Linked DNA regions of Zea mays: all the other regions are linked to region 1. A link is a contact called in public Hi-C data. All regions are on one chromosome and are shown on one strand. Each heading gives the region's core, a stretch centred on a gene start, on an enhancer-like site or on the middle of the called end of the contact. The rest is flanking DNA. Distances are from core to core; before and after follow the strand shown. Region 1 holds the start of LOC103654588 (probable receptor protein kinase). Region 2 has its middle 74 kb from the start of LOC100273808. Region 3 holds the start of LOC100273808 (putative protein kinase superfamily protein).

Evidence for each region. Hi-C and Micro-C count contacts between places; a contact is called where the count stands out from the background.
Region 2: a contact with region 1 is called in a Hi-C map of tassel, with 3 times the contacts expected there. The contact joins the enhancer-like site here to the promoter of LOC103654588 in region 1. A contact is called at or near these places in 5 of 25 Hi-C or Micro-C datasets (bundle sheath, ear, leaf and 1 more) and 1 of 3 datasets of contacts at active chromatin or transcription factors (leaf).
Region 3: a Hi-C map of tassel shows a contact between it and region 1, with 4 times the contacts expected there. The contact joins the promoter of LOC100273808 here to the promoter of LOC103654588 in region 1. A contact is called at or near these places in 13 of 25 Hi-C or Micro-C datasets (bundle sheath, ear, endosperm and 4 more) and 1 of 3 datasets of contacts at active chromatin or transcription factors (leaf).

The regions. Positions count from the first base shown.
Region 1 is chr4:215,629,100-215,632,323 of Zm-B73-REFERENCE-NAM-5.0, reverse strand. LOC103654588 (probable receptor protein kinase) reads left to right here and starts at 1,339. Exons shown (of 11, transcript NM_001327820.1): 1 at 1,339-1,702; 2 at 2,001-2,092; 3 at 2,598-2,719; 4 at 2,827-2,972; 5 at 3,067-3,224. The coding sequence starts at 1,462.
Region 2 is chr4:215,763,186-215,766,110 of Zm-B73-REFERENCE-NAM-5.0, reverse strand. No RefSeq gene overlaps it. Among protein-coding and RNA genes, the nearest start is that of LOC100273808, 74 kb to the left of the region's middle. Within about 2 kb of position 1,675, at least 17 of the 20 cell types and tissues checked have an H3K27ac peak or open chromatin away from gene starts, as enhancers often do. A contact at or near this core is called in bundle sheath, ear, leaf and 1 more, where this site is marked.
Region 3 is chr4:215,836,866-215,840,171 of Zm-B73-REFERENCE-NAM-5.0, reverse strand. It overlaps LOC100273808 (putative protein kinase superfamily protein), which reads right to left and starts at 1,441. Exons shown (of 7, transcript NM_001148209.2): 1 at 1,304-1,441.

The sequences.
Region 1 (3,224 bases), core at 90-2,589:
ATATATGGTTTGTTTGAAGATCGGATCTTTTACAGAGCATCTCCTATAGTTATATAAATTTTAGCTCTTTAAATCATAGATTTAGGAAGTTGTTAAATATTTTTGGGAGTTAAAATTTGTGAATTCTCCAATAGTTTTATGAATATAGGTTTTAGTTTAGTAATCTATCCACATAAAAAAATAAGTGGGCCTATTTCCTACATGTATTTTGATTGCATCTTGTTGCTAGTAGTATTCGTCGACAGAATGGTGGTGGCAGAAGACCAGGCATACGGATCACGCTGAATCCATTCACGTGAGACGATCGATTTGATTTGCTCCTGAAGGTGTAAATCATGCCGACATATGATTGGTTGTTGCTATTCTTTGTTGTCTTGGGAGTTGGTAAAATGTTACCAAATGTAGGGAGGAAATGAGTTTAGATAAAAAGTAGCTAAACTTAGGGGGTTGTTTGATTCAGATTAAAGCCGGTTGTTTAAACTGTTGTAGCTACAATGTATAAAGATAAAAGCACTGTAGAAGCAGTAAAAGACGGTACAGATTAAAACAAAACAAATAAACTATAAAAAATTTATTTAGAAAGCTGTTGGAGAGAAATTTTTAATTAACTACATAAATTATTGATTTATAAAGTATTTTAGAGAACTAGGTTGCTGTTAACTGTGCCAAAATTACTGGAAGATTGTTTCAGTGCCTCCGCTCGGCTGTAGTAGTGTCTGGCTGGCGCGGCAGTTTGTTTTTCTACAATTCTATATATTAACCGTGAGCGCAAAGACGTGCAGCCAGAGTATCCACGTCATCTTCGTTTTTCTAGGCCGCGCGATCCTCATCCAAGGGTCACTAACACATCCGAGCGACGCGAGCAGTTTAAGGGTACGGCTGCCTTCGGCTTCACGGGATCGTTCTAGAGAATGGTAGTTGTTGTCCCATGCCTTGCTTAGACCTGTCTACTCTTTCATGCCTCCCTCTCCTCGGGCAACTAGTGAAAATCACTGGCCGTAGCGGTAGCCGGTAGAGCGTAGCCTCCTTAAAATAGTATTTGTTTTCCCTCATAAATTTTATGTATATATTTAATTAGATAGTGATTAATCAGTTGCGGTATGCGTTAGCTACGGAGAAAAAAATACCGAGTTGCAGAGGTGTTGGATCGAAGCAAGGTAGCGGCAGGCGCAACCGGGCTGGAGACGAGCAGAAAAGAAAAGAAAAAAAGCCGCGAGCAGACAGCAGACAGGAAACGGGACCGGACGGGACGTTTTTCACCGCAGGGGAGGAGGCAGGAGGGCCCAACGTCAAAGAAACAGGAGGCCGCATAAAACGCAGCCTCCCGCGGATCCCCCTACTTTTCTTTCTTCTTTCTCATCTCAGTTGCAGTTCCCCTCTCTCTCCTCTGCCGTAGCGAGGCAGGCAAGCCACCAAGTCCGAGCCTCGGAGGCATCGACCAACGCCGGCGGCAGCGGCGCCATGAGGCTGCTCGTCCCCGACGGCGCGCGCCGCCAGCGGTTGCTCCAGTGCGAGGCGCCCCCGTCGCCCTCGCCGCCTTCCCCGTCCCCGTACCCGTCGTCGTCCCCGTCCAGGACGGTCGTGGTGGGGATCAGGCGCGACGCCGCCAGCCGCGAGCTGCTCACCTGGGCGCTCGTCAAGGTCGCCAATGCTGGGGACCGCGTCGTCGCACTCCACGTCGCCACCGCGGCCGCCGCCGACGGTACCGCCCACCGTCCCCTCTTCCTCCTGACTCTTGACTAGTTGATAAGCCCCCACCCGTTTTGCTTGGAAGGCGCTGATCCATCCCTGGAGCGTTTCTGCTGCTGGGATGGGATTTCCTTGCTTGCGTGGACGGGTTATTAAGCTCCGTTCCGTTCATTCGTTTACTACATCGATTCGCTCACCATGCAAACTTGCAAACCCCGTTTGGTTCCCCATTTGACGAATCTGATGAGATGAAATTAATCCCTCACTCTCTTTACCTTTTTTCACCTCTCTCTTTCGCTCGCCGTTTACAGGTTTGCTCGTGAGACTGGATGAGCGCAGCAGGGCCGCGGACTCGCTCGCCTCCGTGCTCGCCGTCTACGACGGTTTCTGCAACCTCAAGCAGGTCCGTCCGTTCGCTCCCCGCTCCCAAATCAAATCTTACTGCGAAAAAAAAAATCTGCCACTGTACACTTCCCTCTGTTTTTTTCGCTAGCCGTTCCTCTAGGTTTCGTTCGATGCTGCTGGCCGTTCAAAGCTCTGGTCTTTTCTCCTGGATTTCGCTTTCAAAGATGCTCCCCGTGCATGAAAATTTGGTCCAGTCCAGCAGCCCGTCAAATACTTAGTTTGTTTCGAAGTCTTCACCTCCGCCGTATCACTCGTGCTGTCGCTACTTTATTTACTGGATGGTCATGTTTTTCTCTCTTCTTTTTTCTCCAACGCCTTCAAGTTTCGGGCACCTTGTTTTTTTTGACAACCACCGATCTACACATCTTTCCTACTAAAATTGAACTGCAGAGTTATTTATTTAATTTAGTTTAATTTTGGCAAGACAGTTTCCCTGCCAACTTTGCCTTTTTAAAGGCTGCATCAGAATTCTCATCAATTTGTTCTTCCATTTGTATTCACAGATTAATTTGGAGCTCAAGGTCTGTGGAGGGTCATCTATCCGGAAAACTCTGGTTAAAGAAGCAGCTGCTTGTGGCGCAGCACATCTCATCCTTGGTGTCACGAACAATTCCCGGTCCTTCGGGTACATAATCTCATACATTGCATACTAGAATATTGCCGTCTTTGTCCAAATACATTAAGTTGGTTCTGATACAAGTACTGCCCCCCCTCCCCTCCGTCAACATGTAGATCCTCCTTGACATCAGTTGCCAAGTACTGCTCAAAGAGAGTTCCAGCCAGCTGCTCGGTTCTTGCAGTGAACAATGGCAAAGTCGTTTATCATAAAGATGCTGGTCACGGGTTGCAACATGAACTGTACCAAAGCAATACCACGAGTATGTCGGTCGATAATTTCATTTGCATTTGTTCATTCTGTGGTTTCAGAGCTGCTATGAATCCAATGTGCTCAAGTGTGGATTGTGAATGCAGTACCTGAGACACCAAGGAGGAGCTACCGGAAGCTCTTGTCGACCATGATAGGGGATAAACTCTGGGATGAGAATGGAAAAGACAGAAGGTGTGTGTCTCGTGCCGTCACCATGCCAATGAGGTCTCCCGCACGGCCAAAAGAATTTTCACTGGCATTA
Region 2 (2,925 bases), core at 426-2,925, 130 kb before region 1:
ATGGCTGCCGCCGAAAATAACCCAGCTTATTTTCGGCGGCCAGAGCTCGGGTCGCCGAAAATAGTTATTTTCGGTGGTCTATGAGTCGAGCGCCGAAAATAGATTATTTTCGGCTGCCAGAACTCGGCCGACGAAAATTATTGTTTATTTTCGGCTAATTTTTTTAGCGGCCAGAAGCCGCCGAAAATAGGCCTAAAGACGCCGAAGATAATTTATTTTCGGCATTAGAGGCCCTATTTTCAGCGATCTCTCGCCGTCGAAAATAAATGTAGCTCCTCTAATGTGAGCAGACTTCGCCACAAGACACCTCCTCATTAAATAATTTAAAAAGCCATTTACTTAATGAGCATTTGTTTTTGGTTTCACGCATTACGATAAAAAGCCATTAGGTATGATATTGCACGCATCTGTTTTGGGAGCACACACAGTAATTTTATATGGACTGCACAGAATTTTTATACAAATCAGCTCAATTAAAAAAAAAGAAAAGAAACTGTGTAATAATCCAAAACAAGCCTTAGAGCGTAGGAGTGTTTCAGAGGTGTTTCTTCGTAAGTACTTGCTCGCTGCTAGGCAAGAGGCAACAGAGGAGGCAATAATTTTCCCGATATCCCATTCAACGCGGAATCAGGGCGGATTTTGTTAGTTATTAGCTGTCGGGGGATATGTTTGGGTGTATGAACCCAATGCAAGAGATCGCATATGCATTGCATGAATATACTATAGCGTGGCGTGTCCGCTGAGGTGAGCTGTAGGTTATATGCTGCTGCAGTTACGTTGTCTGCTAACCACTCCTACGTGTAGCTCGGTAGCTAACTAAGGGGGTGTTTGGTTACACCCCGCTAAAATTTAGTCCCTGTCCCATCGAATGTTTAAACCTACGTTCCGGGTATTAAATGTAGTCGGATTATAAAACTAATTTGTCAGCCGAAGATTAAAAGACGAGACGAATCTAGTCCAGTTGGTTGGATCTATATTTCATACTCCTATTTAAAAGTCAAACGCTTGATGTGACCCGGGCTAAACTTTAGCAGGAGCAACCAAACACCCCCTAACAGAGAAAGGGGAGGAAGCCTCGTTGCGCGCTCATGCACACGTGCACCACCGTATGTACATACTTGGCTAACGAACTCGGTCAACGCGACGCACGCCTAGCTACTGCGTGCGTTCTACCTAAAATTCAACGTACGTTAGAACCGGGATGGGCGGTTACCGTTAAAAGTTACCTGGACAGATTGCGCGTCCTGCTAGGGTCAAGATTGAGCAGAGCGCGCGTGCATATGCCAATGTTGCATGATGATGCACGCGGTCCACACGCAGCAAAGGCGACATGCATGGTGGCAGAAAATATGCTACTGTCACAATCAATCCATCATGTAACTAACCATCGGTACGTACGTGGCTCCATTAATGATTCAGGTCCGCAAGTTGATGGTGCACGTTATTATTAGTTAATTAAACCCATCTCGCTCGCTCGTCGTGACTATCATGTGGTGCGCAAGCTAGGCATCTGGAATTAATGGAAGCCAGGGGCTCAACTGCAGGGTCTAGCTTGAAGCTGGGGGACACGATCGAGAGTAATTAATTATTGGAGTCGTACGTACAGTACAGAGTAGCTAGTAGCTAGTAGATCGGTGGAATCATGTGCTTGTACAGCGTGTTCTTGTGGCACCAACCGTAGGCTGGGTCCAGCTCCGCTCCGGCTCTTGCGATCGAGTAGGCCCGGCCCGGTTGCCGGTCACAAAGACAGAGCATGTTACGTACGTATACGTCGGTGGGCGGTGGCGTGCGGTCGGACGGAGACAATTAACAGCCGACCGACACGGATCGATGGATGCGGCCGGGTTCGTTCGTTGCCCAAGGAGAGGGAGACCGGAGGCGTCCTGCGCCATTATCTGCCGGGCTGTCTTGCTGCCTTCGATTGGACTACTCGCCGGCCGTCCCGTACGTCGTCATCCTTCACCGCGCGCCAGAGCCGTCGCGTGCGTCTGCTGCATGCGTCTTCACCAGCCGTGGGTTGCGGCAGCGAACGAAGACGTACGGCGTGCACGGTGGTGCAAGTGCAACAACCAGACCGATATTTATACAGGACGATCGGTCTCACGTGCTAGCTACCGGAGTAGCATGTGTTCGCCGAGCCGTCCTCCAGGCATGAGCCTGCCTGACCTTAGGCATCTGCACATGGCTGTAGCGCGCAGCGCGGTAGATCAGGATGAATATGATGGATGGGGCCCTCAAAGCCAAGACCCTAAACAGATGGCTGCCTCAGTGCCTGCTGCCCTTCTCGATTATTGGTAGCGGCATCTCAGTACCTGACTGGACCAGGCAAGTGCGCCGGCAGCCCCTGCATGTGCATACTCTCTTTATCTGACAAAACATTGTTGTTCTCGTTTCCCGAAAAAAATCGAACATTGTTGTTTGGCGCTCTGTTGCGTCTCTCGGATCTTGCACCACTAATTAAACCAGCAACTGACAAACCGGCCAAACAGTTGCAGACTTCAACGCCCGCCCGCCGCTACTACACATAGGACCCAAGAGTCCGCATGCATGCAGGTTTCTTCACCAAAATATCGACGTTTCCTACATCGACTTTTTTTTTCTTGATTGATGTGGATATGAGTAGAGATGGCAACGAGGCCCCGTTCCGGATTCCCTGCAGCGAATTCCTGCATTAGAGGATGAGATGTGAAAATTTTTTCCACCACGGGATGTAACACTACGCCGCTACACGAAGCCGCCAAAAATAGGTCCCTTGCAGCCGAAAATAAGCTATTTTCGGCGGCCGTGTCAGTGACCGCCGAAAATATCGGTGGGCGCTGAAAATGATGTACAGTGTTGTTGTGTAAACGTGAAAAATTCTTACCCTGATGGGTAAATGGGGACGAGAACAGGGATCCCCGTCGAGGATTTATCCCCACGGAGAAC
Region 3 (3,306 bases), core at 192-2,691, 210 kb before region 1:
GCGTGGCCTCCCGCCGCCTCCACGCAACTGCCACCACACCTGAGTCAGCCACAAGCTCCTCTAGGACCGCCTCTTCACGGTCGTCACTCGAAAGCACATCTCCGACAAACGATTCCGATCTGAGTTGAACAGATCTGGTTGTTAGACTCTAGACCGTCGTCCCCCGGTGTGAATCCATCATGTTGCGCTCTCGTCATCGACATCAGCAAGTGCAAACTAAACTATTGTGCAAATCCTCGCGCAAGTCACCGCAGAGGTTGTCACGCCGCGCTCACCTTACCCGTGCCGCCACCAAAGCATAACACGCCTATGCCGCCACCTAGTGCCATGGAACATGACCACGTTCCCCAAGCTAGATAATTAACTCTTTGCCATCCTTACGGATGTCAACTCTCCAAATGCCAGTTTTAGATTGTCCATAACACATTGCCAACGAATTTTGAAATACGCCACAGTTTTGCCACTTTCGCCTATGTGACTCAACACACCCGCGCACCACGTCCTTTCCAGCATGGATTACCAGGGGAAAAGTCTCTTACCCTAGCTTGACATAGCGCTCCCGAGTGCAAGTGCACCGGGCTATCGTCGGGGCTCTCGGACAGAGATAGTGTCGACGCCGGCGAGATCGTCGTGCACCAAACTGGGAACTCGTCGAGGATGACTGACACGGCATCCAGAACATACAGGGTCCTAACTTGAAGATTAACACCCCTAAGCTAAGTAGAGGAGAGTCAAGCGAGGTTAGGGGTGGTAATGGATCGCGATCCAAATGTTTCTTCATAAATTATTGGGGCCCTAAAAATATTTTAGTTCAAAAATTAATAGAAATAGAGTCCAATCTTACTATCCTTAAATTTTATAGTGCAAAATTTAAAGCTCATTGTCAGTGGAGCAAAGGAGACTTTTCCGTGCTAATCCACGCTGGCGTCCACAACGAAGGATCGGATCGAGGACTACCGGATCCGGCGTCACCGGATCTGCCACCACCGGGCCGAACCACGAGAGCACCCGCCACTCAAAAGTCAGCCACCACCGACGTCGCTACCATGGTGACAAGCCTGATGGCGAGCGTGGGGAGAGAGCCCGTGGGAAAGAGGCCCCGCCGCCACCTTCATTGCCGCCAGGCGGACCTCCGCCAGCGAGCTCGGACGGCGGCGAGGGGAGGGAGATGAGGAGCGAGAGGGTTGGTGGCGGCGTTGCGGGAACCGCCCGTGCCGTCCCTCACGACGACGCGGGGGGCTGTAGAATGAATTATTGATTGGCTACCAACTCATATTATGCGTCGAGAAGATCTACTACTAACCTGGACAGATTAAGCATGCCTGCGCCGGATCGGAGGGTTATCTTCCCCAGCTGGATGAAGATGGAAGGGCGAAGGCCGCAGTGTCTCACTGGGTTTCCATCGAAACCGTTGACCCGAAGATTAAGCATGCCGGAACTGGATCGGAGGGATATCTTTCCGAGCTGTATGGAGGCGGCGTATGAATATGATGGCCCAGCAGGCAAGTAGGCTCCACTAGAATAAAGATGCCTTGTAGTGGTTTGACCAACACCAGTACAAAATGGATTTAAGAGGTCTGTATTTTTTTTACTGGAAAATTTTGTTCGGTGGATCGTGAGGATAAGAAAATATAGCTAAGGGTTTGTTTGGAAGAAGATTGAAGGGCTCAGAGCAACTCTAAAAGGATGTTAAGAATTTTATCCCAAAAACTGATTATTAAAAGTAGGCTAAAAAGTTTTAAGAGTGAATTATGATGGGTACTCTAACAGTTTATCTAAATATAACATGTAGCGGAATCTATACAGTCATCGGGAGGTTATGGATGATCCGATACGTTGAAGAATGGATTGGGAAGAGAGAATACACCAAAATATGAGTGAGAGGAGGCTGCGGATGTAGGACGCGAATTTTTTTGGAAGAACGAGGGAGTTGTTTGACCAAGAAAAACCTTAGTTTACACGTTCTTTTGAAGTTGCTGTTAAAGGGCTAATTCTCTTGCTAATCTACTCTATTTGCTCTCAAACAAGCCAAAAGAACTCCGTTAATCCCATTGAGAGATGCAACTTTAACTGCAAAGAGCATTCTCAGACACATTTGGAGTTAACGGTGTGAATGCAGTCCTCCACCATTAGCCCTAGAAGAGGAAGGCATCACGTGAACGTGCGACGAACATCTCGCGCGACACGTAGATCGTGTAAAACAGATGATTTATACAGTAGATTACATTGTAAAATTTAAAATAGAAATAAGATAGCTAGAGACAGGCAGATTTGCACCTCATAACTGACAACGACCACGCGAGGGCAAGCAACTCATCTAGAGCCGGCACACGAGGGACACGTGGAAGGCTAGCGCATGGGTGGCTACATGCTAGCGGGTTGATGTCCACGTCATTCATGGCCAGCAGTGACCTGATCGGAAACCACTTGTTTTCGGTAAAATTTCTCGTTACCTTTAACTAGACGAGAATGGTTTTCCGAGACAGTTTATAAAAAGTTTTAAAAAAATCGCTCGAAATTCAAAAAATGAGAAATATAAAAATCAAAAGAAAAAATACGGTAAAACATACATGTTTTTCTTAGTAACCTGATATATCTCATATTTAGGTTTTATTTTGTAAAATATAATCAATATTTTTTATAGAAACAACAAATTCCATCGAAAACATGGTCATGGCCTTCACCAAACCCGGCGGCCTGGCCACGACGGTGACTGCACGCCCCACGGCTGAGGTCCGCCGACGCGGTCCATGCCCAAGTCGCCCGACGCCCTAATTCAACCGCAGGTAGGTGCTACGTGAACCGCAGAATATGGTGAATATGAAAGGGTGGTTCTCACCGACGACAGAGGCACGGACGACGCTGCCCACGCGCGCGGGTCGATCCGCTGTGGGTATGCTACTCCGGCGAGCAATTCAGTCGAAGCAAGGGGGGCCCAATCCGCCCAACGACGCCACAGAAGCCTCCGCTAGTATAGGGTGAGTCACCCATACCCCTCACAGGACCCCGAATGGTGGTAAATACAACCGGCCATAACAGTGGCGAGCTCCATCCTTTTTGCGACTCGGTAATGGTGGCTCACAGTGTGGTTCTCTGCGAGACCCGGCCCTCGGCGTGCGCGTCACGCGAGCGGGTCCCAAGGAGACGATGCACACACTTTATAGCCCGAGGGATGCCTGCGAACCGAGGCTCGTGCGATTCAGTTGGAGATCGAGTCCGTGCCGAGAAGGGAACAGGCATGGCGAGCTCCCAGGCGCCATCCGCGACGAGGAGTTCGGCCCCGGCTCGACAACCCTGGGAAGAAGG